Regions from separate parts of the Gossypium hirsutum genome. Here all the other regions are linked to region 3. A link is a contact called in public Hi-C data. All regions are on one chromosome and are shown on one strand. Each heading gives the region's core, a stretch centred on a gene start, on an enhancer-like site or on the middle of the called end of the contact. The rest is flanking DNA. Distances are from core to core; before and after follow the strand shown.

Region 1 (3,204 bases), core at 72-2,571, 730 kb before region 3:
TGAAAAGTAGTTTAACCCTGAAATATAAATTACAAGTATTAATATTTGATTTTTTAAAAAAAATAGATATTAAATATTATTGTTAAAATATTTTACAAGTCTATGTACTCTTTATACATTTAGAATTTAGTCCTTTATTTTTTTTTTTAGAAATTTAACTCCTCTACTTTTTAGATTTAAAAATGTAAGTTCAATTATTAACAATTTTTAAATTCTTTTGTTAAATCCATGTGCATTATGTCGTCATTCGTTGGTTGTATAGTTATCAAGTAAATTTTTTTTTTAATTTTAAAATGTCATACCAATGAATTTAAAAAATATATTTTAATTATGTTAATAATTGAACTTAAATTTTTAAATTTAAAGGACTAAAATTTAAAAAATTAAAATAAAAAATTAAATTATTGTGAAGAGAATAACAACCTAAAGCATATTTTAACAGAAATATCATCTTTCAAAAATAGTAATATGAGCCAATATCTGGTTGGAGTATTAATTAAAACTTTAATCCAACACTCAAATAACATGAATTCAAACCTTGTAATCATCTTACCTCTACCAATATTATAACGATAAAAAAAACTAATTACACCCTAAATCTGATTCGCTCGGGGTTCATATGCGGAACAGAAATGAAGTGAATTATTGATTTTTTATTTCTTTGCTTCTTCTGCCATTTTAGAGAAAAGAGACAAGTTAATTTCATGGACGGTGGTGACTGCTAATTTGACACCAAATGGGCCCTAATTAACTAGCTACAAGCCATATATATTTATTTATACTATAAATATAGCAATAGCTTCAAACTTCTATGCATGGATGGTATTGGCTACTCTTTTTATTAGAAGGGGTATCATTATAGCCATATTGATTATAAACTATACAAGACAAGATGATTCTTACTTTTAACTCTCAAATTTTCATAATTTCAATTTTATCATGGCATGGGCTACTCTTGAATCTTTGATAGCAATAATTTTACCATTTTAGCCATAAAAATATCATGAAACCATTATATAAGAGATAGATTATATTTTATTTATTTTACTTAAAAAAATAAGTAAATTAATCTATTTATATTAGATTAAAAAAGAAATTGACAAGTTTTGTTAAAAATTTTATTCCTTTCAATTGTTAACAATTGACATGGATGACGAAATAATTAAATAGTTTCACCGTGATGTGTCACTTGTATCTCATACTAACATAAAATGACCAATTTTTAATAATAAGAATAGATAAAAAAATTTAAAATGACTAATTTTCTCGTATAAAAATTAATTTATTCATTTTTAAATAAAAAACAAAATATAATTCAAATCATATTCATCTAATTTAGCAAATTTCTAGAATCAACCTCGAGGGCGATATATCATTTTCATAGATATGGCGGAGCCAACGCGTCCATGCAAGTGGTTTACTAAGGGTGGGTTTGGATAGACGATTGGGTGCGGTGCAGTGCGTTTAGTTTATTTTTTGTCTCACGATACAGTATCGCTACAATATCTAATCTCACCTCCACTGTTGTTTTTATACTAACTACAAATAAACGTATCGTCTATCCAAGCTCACCTTAAATTACAGTTGGTTAATACTTTAATATAGTACAACATGAAACTCTTTCCCCTTCTCTTTACAGATCATTCAATCACTCCACTATGAACGGTCCACCCAATCCCACGTGTCACAACCCCCACCATCACCTTCACCCCTAAGCAACTCTCTTTCTTCATTTCCTTTTGCTCTATAAAGTTCTTTTGCACCATCACATTACACCACACAACAAACAAATTTCATTAGTTTTGATTCTCTTTTTTACCTTACTTACTCATACTACAATATTAAATATTATTATTATTCCCTTTGCATAATATGAACGATACAGAGGGCGCTCAAAGACTGCTCATTTCTCATCACCTTATTTCGATTATCTGATCCCTTCTTTCACTTCCATTCAAAAGCTTGAAATTTTTATGGTTTTGAAAGAGCTTCTAAAATTGACGCACACACACACACACATACATAGAGAGAGAGAGAGAGAGAGAGAGAGAGAGAGAGAGAGAGAGAGAGAGAGAGAGAAGGATGGGATTGAGTTGTAAACAGGTTTCCAGTGATGAGGTTGAGTGGATCCAGGGCCAGTCTTTGTTGCAGGCTCCAATTATGGAGCGTCCAAAAGCTTTATCAATGAAAAGGCGACATCATCAAGAAAACCAGCTGCAGCAATTGGAACCGCCATTGAAGTGTCCAAGGTGTGATTCTTCCAACACAAAGTTCTGTTATTACAACAACTATAACAAGTCACAACCTAGGTATTTTTGCAAGACCTGTAAAAGACATTGGACTAAAGGTGGTAATCTTCGCAATGTTCCCGTTGGTGGAGGCCGTAAAAACAAGCGGCATCAGACATCCGCCGCCGCTTCTGCCAGTAAAACAACCACAACTACCATCAAAAGCTCCACCTCTTCCGCTATTCAACCGCATCAGCTTCCGCCTGCCGATCAAAAGTACATACCGAACATCAAATTTCATTCACCGTTGCAGCAAAATTCTGTAAATTGCAGAAACTCGGAGAGAGAAATTTTCAGCAGAAACAATGGAGTCTGCTTAGATTCTACCATGTCTCAAGGCTTACAGACTCCATTTCCTTTGCCGTTTCCATTTTCAAGTTCAAGCTCATATTCTTTGGAAACATTCCCATCATCAATATCAGCCTCGTTTCAGTCTTCGAGTCTCTACAACTATAGTGGAGAAACGAGGGAGGATCCAACTGGTTCACTGACCTGGCAAGAACCTATTACCAGCAATGGCATTGAAATGGCAAACTACTGGAATTGGGATGATATTGATGCACTTGTCTCTACTGATCTCAACATTCCATGGGATGACTCTGAGATCAAACCATGGAAAGATCTTTAAACCATGCATATATATTAATTATACATGTTGGCCGGTTCAAATTTTTTCTCTCTTTAAAATATTTGTTACTCTAAGAATTCTTTTTTTTTTTGGGGGGGGGGGGGAGAGGTATTTTCCCCCTTTCTGAGATTGATTAATTAACTAGAATTTGCCCCGGCAATGTTGAGATAGATTTTTTTCCCTTCTATTTTTCAATATTTTGTTATCATTTTTAATCTGAATATTAGTAACAAGAAAAAAAAAACTTAGGTCAGACATAGCTTATTAAAGAAACATGAAGAACCAAAA
Region 2 (3,579 bases), core at 965-3,464, 890 kb before region 3:
TTTCGAAATACTGACCTAAAACTTTAAATTTTCTGTAAAATTGAGATATATCCCTCATTAACCCAAAATTAATAATTATAATTTATTATTGACATATTTTATCTAAAAAGGTAGTATTTGTGCTCGAGTAGCTTAATCACTAATTAATTTATTTAATTCTTTTTTATTTAGGATAAAATCATGAAGTTATCGAATGAATAAACTTTCTTAAGTGTATTAAGAGTTGTTAGATATTATTATATTTAAATTATTAATTATTTTTAATTTAATATTATGATAAAATTAAGAAGTTAATTATCACAATAATAATTAGGCGTTATTTTACTTCTTAAATTATTATTGTTTTTTAATAGGGACGTTAATCATCACATTAATCCTTAACTTCCTAAAGTGCTTGTTTAATTATTCATAAATAAATTATTATTAAGATTTTATCTAAATAATTATTATGTAAATGTCAATTTAGTTTATTTCATTATTATGATTTTATACAAATATTATTTTTAAATGTCAATTCTCTAATATAGTATAAAATAAATGGTATTTTTGTTGATTCAAAATTTTTTCCAAATTTGTAATTTTTTGAAGAGAAATTCATTAATTTATTCAATGAATAAGACCATACAATTCGAGGAAAAAAATAACAAACACCCATTGTACGCGTTAAAGGACAAGCTCCATCAACACAACAAAAACTTCAGCTTCAGCATTAATAAAACATTATGGCACGTTGATAATCGGTTATATTACAACTCAAGCACAACATATCAGGAGTGATTGCAAGCACTTAATACAATAAGGAAACAACCCCGGATGGTCCAAAGCGGCGGGCATAAATCAACAAAAGAATTGAACATCCACCAAACTAAAGGGGACGGTGACAAAACCAACCCTAAAATTACTCGCAAAAGTAAGACTACATGCATAAGCAATACCAAAAAGCATACTATAAGAGTAGACAAAAATTTCTAAAAGTGAAGACTTATTAAATAATGGAAAAAAAACAAAAAATATATAAAACTTAAGATAACACGAGTTCAAACCGAATCATGAAATCATTTATTATTCTGAAACTCTCAAAACAAAAACAGATTAAGAAGTCAACGAAGAGCTACCCACTTTCTAAAAGAAATTGACGGTGGTCGGTGGTGTTCAACTATTATAGGCACTGTCATCTATCCATCACAAATTGTAAAGACAACAAAGATACCCACAAAATAGAATTGTAAACTGAAAAGAGAGAAGATGTATGGAATGAATGTAAGAAGAAAGAAAAAGAGGGTTGATAGGCAGGAGAAAAAGGCAGGCGATAACTAGCCCGGAGGCTAACACCGCCGCTAGGCAAAAACAGAAAGAAACAAACAATTTGGAGAAAAAAAAAGGGTTTCCCAAACTCGTACTTTATATATATTATAGATAAAAAATTAAAATTAATAGATAATGAAATGTGCTTGTGTTATGAACTTGGACTTTAGTTGAGCTAGCCTTGTGGCGTTAGACAGTAAATTTACTCGAAGTTGAGAATTCTAAAATATTCAAGAGAGTTTTGAATAATTTTTTTCAATTGCATTGATAATTCAAGTGATGAATGATTCAAGGAATGCCTTTATTTATAGTTGAGCTCATCTTGCATCAAAAGTACAAAGTAAATTATATCAATGGTTTACATTTAAACTTATCTATAATTAAGGGCAGATTTAAGGGATAGGCAGAGTGGCTTTGGTCCCCCAAAATGAAAATAATGCAATATGGTACCTTTATGAACAATGAAAATTTAAGTTAATATATGATAAAATTACACTATGGTCTCCAAAAAAAATAATTTATTAAATTCATTTAAAAATGATGAAATTAAAAATTAATAAATGATAAAATTTCTTAAAAATTTATAATTTAATTCCGATTTCCTGTTGATATATAGAGTGATAAAAAAGTTAAAACTCTATTACTCATAAAATATAAATTATTGGAGTGTTTGTTGAAGAGTTTGATTTCTTTCTTTTTTAAGTAGCGGCCCAACCAGGCCTAGGAAAATCTGGAACTTATATTTCGGTAAATACAAAGGTCCATTAAAAATTAGGCGGAATAAAATCGACAACTTCAAAGCCCAACTTCTCTCACGTCCAACCGTAACTATTAAAGGCCCAGCTTTTGTCACGTGCGATTATATCCACACGTGGGCATCCCTCTCTATATTTAGGCCTCCCTTTCATCTTCCCCATTTCCCACTCGCTCTCGAAATCAAAAACCCTCGCCAATCCATTCCTTGGATTAAACAAAGAGAGATGACCGCTGAGATACTCCCCAACCAGAACGGCTCCGTCGTTTACAACGGAGATCTGAATAAGTCTAACTCTAACCCTAACCCCATCTCTAACCCTTTCGTCGCCTCCAAGAAGTCCCGCGAGAGCGAACGACGTCGTAGAAGGCGCAAGCAGAAGAAGAATAAGAGTAAGAATACCTCCCACCAAGAAAATGACGCCGCAGACGGTCCCGTTTCCGAAGCCGGTGACAGCGACGCTGCCGAAGATGGAAAGAAGAATTCCGATCAGCAGCAGGTATCCAACTGTTCCCCCCTTTCTTTTTTGTGTTGAGATTTCTATGTTTTTAGTGAATATCGATTGTTTCGTCTGGTTTTTGCATGTCTTTGTGCATAATACAAGTTCTATAGTGACTTAAGAATTTTCGATTTTCTTTAGATGGAATAGAATTGAGTTTTTATTTTTGGGTTTAACTGTAGTTTGAAAATTTTCTTATGGCTATTTTGTTATTATTGTTTTCTTAAATTCAGCATATTTCACTCTAATCTTACATAATGTAAATTGCATTTGTTTATAAGTAAACTAAGCATTTTCTTTTGTTTGACACTGTAGGTAATGGAAGAAGTTCAGGTAGAGTACGTTCCTGAAAAAGCTGAGTTAGATGATGGCATTGATGAGGAATTTAGGAAGGTTTTTGAAAAATTCAGCTTCTGGGAAGCTGCTGGTTCTGAGGTAAAATGAAATTCAGTTTTATATGATCAATTAATTTTCGAATTTCCTTGTTATTCTCTAAAGAAACTTGTAATTCTATTTTTACAGGAGACTGACAAGAAGGACGAGTCTACTCAAGATGCTGATGCAAAGAAGGGGGCTGATTCTGATTCAGGAGAGGAGGAGCAGGATAATCCACAGAAAGAGAAAGGTGGCCTATCAAATAAGAAGAAGAAGGTTTTTGGTTTCTCCTTGTATTTTCTGAGATTATTTGTGTTATTATATGTAGTTCATTTTGATGAGACTGAAACTGAAAATACTTGTTTTGATATTGTTGACAGCTGCAAAGGCGGATGAAAATTGCTGAGTTAAAACAGATTTGCTCAAGGCCTGATGTTGTAGAAGTATGTTTTCTCTTACTGTTTATTTGATGTTTGCTTCTTTTCTTGTTCCTCTCTTGTTTATTTTTAAACCAGTGTTAAAACAAATTTATATTCCAATGTTGAATCAGAGCACATTTGCTATGAATTTTTTATTTTTATTTTTTGAAATGAAGTTTTTTTTTTTCATGGCTATTAAGGGATCTTATTTTTCTAATCTTTTGTTA
Region 3 (3,217 bases), core at 667-3,166:
AACCTTAAGTTACAGTGATAACTAACTTAACTAACACTAAAAAAAACTAAAATAAGAAGAAAAGTTGCAAAGAAATGTTAAATCTACAACTAAGGAAATGAAAATAAGAAACCCTAGAAGAAGAGAAAGAAAAGCTAAGAGAAAACCTAGAGAAAATTAAACCTAAACTAAGCTAATGTGACATTTTTTCCTCTCTCAGCCAAATTTTAACTGATATAGCAGCTATTCTGACCTAATCCAAAAAACCCTTGAATGAGCCTTCAATGACTACCTTTCTTGTCCATTTTTGTTCCTTCACGATATTGGTATCACGATACCAAGGAACAAGATATCACGACACTTTGAAAAATTTTGAACTTGGGTGTTTCTTGGCAGGTGGATATCGCGATACCACTGAAGGGTGGTCTCCAATCCCAGGTTTGTTGGAGGTATCGTGATTCCAAGGTTTGGATATCGCAGTACCCTCTCCTTTGGTGTCGTTCTTGCTCAATTTCAGTCTCCAAAATGTCCCTACATCACTTAACCATAGGTTAAGGCCCCCAATGGCATTATTGGCCAATTTGAGGTCTTAAAATGAGTAAAAACAAGACATATACACTTTTTAACTTAAAACCTAAAAAATATGAAAAAACTACAAAGAAGGCACTACTTTGCTTGAGAATAAGCTCCATAAATGTATCGAGAAAGTCAAATTTGTCATGTCAAATTACAACAGATCAAGAGCAATAAAAGATCTAACAATAAGATCTAAGAGATATGTACAAGAGAAAATAAAAGAACAAAGAATTTGAGGTTTTTCTCTTGACTTTGATGCTTGGATATGTCTCTATTGAATCTTAAAGTATTGTTGATGAGTGTTTATACCAAAGTATAAATTTGTAGACATTTATGGCCATTGGAGGTAATTTGAAACCGTTGCAAGCATGAATTTTGAAATGAAAAAAATATTTCTACTACTCAAGTCTTGATCTTTATCAAGGAGGTATTAGTACTTGGCTAAAAAGTAACCATTGAGAGGCTAAGTCTCTAGACTTGCAAACCCAAGTCTCAAGACTTGCCTAGTAAGTCTCAATATCATGCCCTTGTAGAAAATGTTGTTGGCTACTGACTTGTAAAACCCCAAATATTGATACTTGGTTACCAAAATGCCTTAGAGAACATTTTATGCAGCTTTAAATACTTTGGTATTGACTAAAGAACATTTGGAACATTATGAAACACACATAGAACATGTTTTTGAGTTTTTGCAAGTGCTGAAAATGCATGAAAAATGTTTGATAAGATTTTCAACCATATTTTTATGACTTAAGAAATATATATAATTTATATTAACAATTAATGTATTTTTTTAAAGAAACATAGCTAAAGAACTAGCTAATATGATTGAAAAGGAATAAATGGTTGAAATATTGAATAAAAATCGATTCGATTGGATTTTTAATTTTTTTATTTAACCTCATTTTGAAAATCTTAAAAATATTAGCTAATGATAATTAAGAAATATTTATAAAAATAAAAATATCAAAAAATATTAAGACATAAGAAATATATATTAACAAAAATATTAATAATGAAAATAAACCAAAGAATAAGAAAGCCCAGAAGATTATATGAGAAATTGAAAACAGAACCGAATTTTTATGTTAAAAAAAAAACGCCTATTGTACATGCTTTTCGGTTTTGTTCAAAGTTCTTACGTTTCCACGTCAAGATATTTCTCAGTATTAAGTTAGTTTTTATTTATGGATTGGAATAAATAACATTTAATTCGGATATAACTATCAAACTGTATATATCAGTTGTTTAACATTATTTTACTTTTATATCATCTTCACTTTTTCAATTTTCTATAAATGCTTTTTTTTCCTTAAATTTATTAAACTTGGGTTTTGGTGGCAATGCTATTCAAATAGAATTCAAACCCTCATCCCTAAAATTACTTTTAACAAAAAAAAAAATATAAATCTACCACATAGTTTAGCACCAATTTTTAAGTTAAGCATTTAAAAAGAAAATGGAGGTGCTTGAAGAAAAAAAAAATTTAATACCACAAAGATGGGAAAAAATGTATAATTTATATACAAATCTACGATGAAGCCGAAGGTGAAAAGAGGAAGAAAGCCTATCTCTTGGTAGCCCAACTCAACCACTAGTCCAACCCTTAGAATAAAGAAACCTCTTTAAATGACCAGCCACAAAACTATTTACCAATCAAAAGCAGACGCCCAAAACGATCTGATCTACTCAACTTCTTCTCCAAGGATGGTGGAACAAGAAGAAAACCTTCATTACTGGGGCGACATCTCAGAGGAAGAGTATTACAGGCTGCAAGGAATCAAAGGGTCAAAATCGTTCTACACTTCACCAAGAGGCCTCTTTCTCTTCACAAGATCATGGCTTCCACTCTCTGGCCCTCCACGTGGCATCATCTTTGTGATCCATGGGTATGGCAATGATATAAGTTGGACTTTCCAGTCCACATCAATCTTCCTTGCTCAGAAAGGGTTTGCCTGCTTTGCCCTTGACATGGAAGGCCATGGGAGGTCTCAAGGCCTTAGAGGCTATGTCCCACATGTTGATTTGGTTGTCCAAGACTGTCTCTCCTTCTTCAATCTCATCAAGCAAGATCCTAACTTTGGTGCTTTACCTTGTTTCCTTTATGGAGAATCAATGGGTGGTGCCCTTTGTTTGTTGGTTCATTTTGCTGATCCAAATGGGTTCCAAGGAGCTGTTTTGGTAGCGCCCATGTGCAAAATCTCAGACAAGGTTAGACCCAGATGGCCAATTCCTCAAGCCCTCACTTTTATCTCCAATTTCTTGCCCACTTTAGCCATTGTACCAACCGAAGATCTTCTGCACAAATCAATCAAAGTAGAAGAAAAGAAGATTGTTGGGAACAAGAACCCAGTCAGATACAGAGGGAAACCCAGATTGGGGACAGTTGTTGAACTCTTGAGAGTGACTCAGCTTTTGAGTGAAAAACTGCGTGATGTAAGTATCCCATTCCTAGTAGTCCATGGGAGTGCAGATGTTGTCACGGATCCGGAAGTGAGTCGGACTTTGTACAAGGAAGCATCCAGTCAAGACAAGACCTTGAAGATCTATGAAGGGATGTGGCATTCCTTGTTGTTTGGTGAACCTGATGAAAACATTGAGATTGTTCGTACTGATATATTGTCTTGGTTGGATGATAGATGTAACACAAAGATCTAAACTG

Evidence for each region. A called contact is a pair of places that touch in the nucleus more often than the background predicts.
Region 1: a Hi-C map of leaf shows a contact between it and region 3, with 2.5 times the contacts expected there. The contact joins the promoter of LOC107901672 here to the promoter of LOC107900631 in region 3. A contact is called at or near these places in 2 of 34 Hi-C or Micro-C datasets (callus and leaf).
Region 2: a contact with region 3 is called in a Hi-C map of leaf, with 1.8 times the contacts expected there. The contact joins the promoter of LOC107901670 here to the promoter of LOC107900631 in region 3. A contact is called at or near these places in 2 of 34 Hi-C or Micro-C datasets (both in leaf).

What each region holds. Positions count from the first base shown.
Region 1 is chrD06:44,421,470-44,424,673 of Gossypium_hirsutum_v2.1, reverse strand. LOC107901672 (dof zinc finger protein DOF1.4) reads left to right here and starts at 1,321. Exons shown (of 1, transcript XM_016827762.2): 1 at 1,321-3,166. The coding sequence starts at 2,083. The coding sequence ends at 2,916.
Region 2 is chrD06:44,586,887-44,590,465 of Gossypium_hirsutum_v2.1, reverse strand. LOC107901670 (splicing factor 3B subunit 2) reads left to right here and starts at 2,214. Exons shown (of 18, transcript XM_016827758.2): 1 at 2,214-2,558; 2 at 2,874-2,993; 3 at 3,081-3,209; 4 at 3,314-3,376. The coding sequence starts at 2,286.
Region 3 is chrD06:43,692,314-43,695,530 of Gossypium_hirsutum_v2.1, reverse strand. It overlaps LOC107900631 (caffeoylshikimate esterase), which reads left to right and starts at 1,916. Exons shown (of 1, transcript XM_016826301.2): 1 at 1,916-3,217. The coding sequence starts at 2,185. The coding sequence ends at 3,213.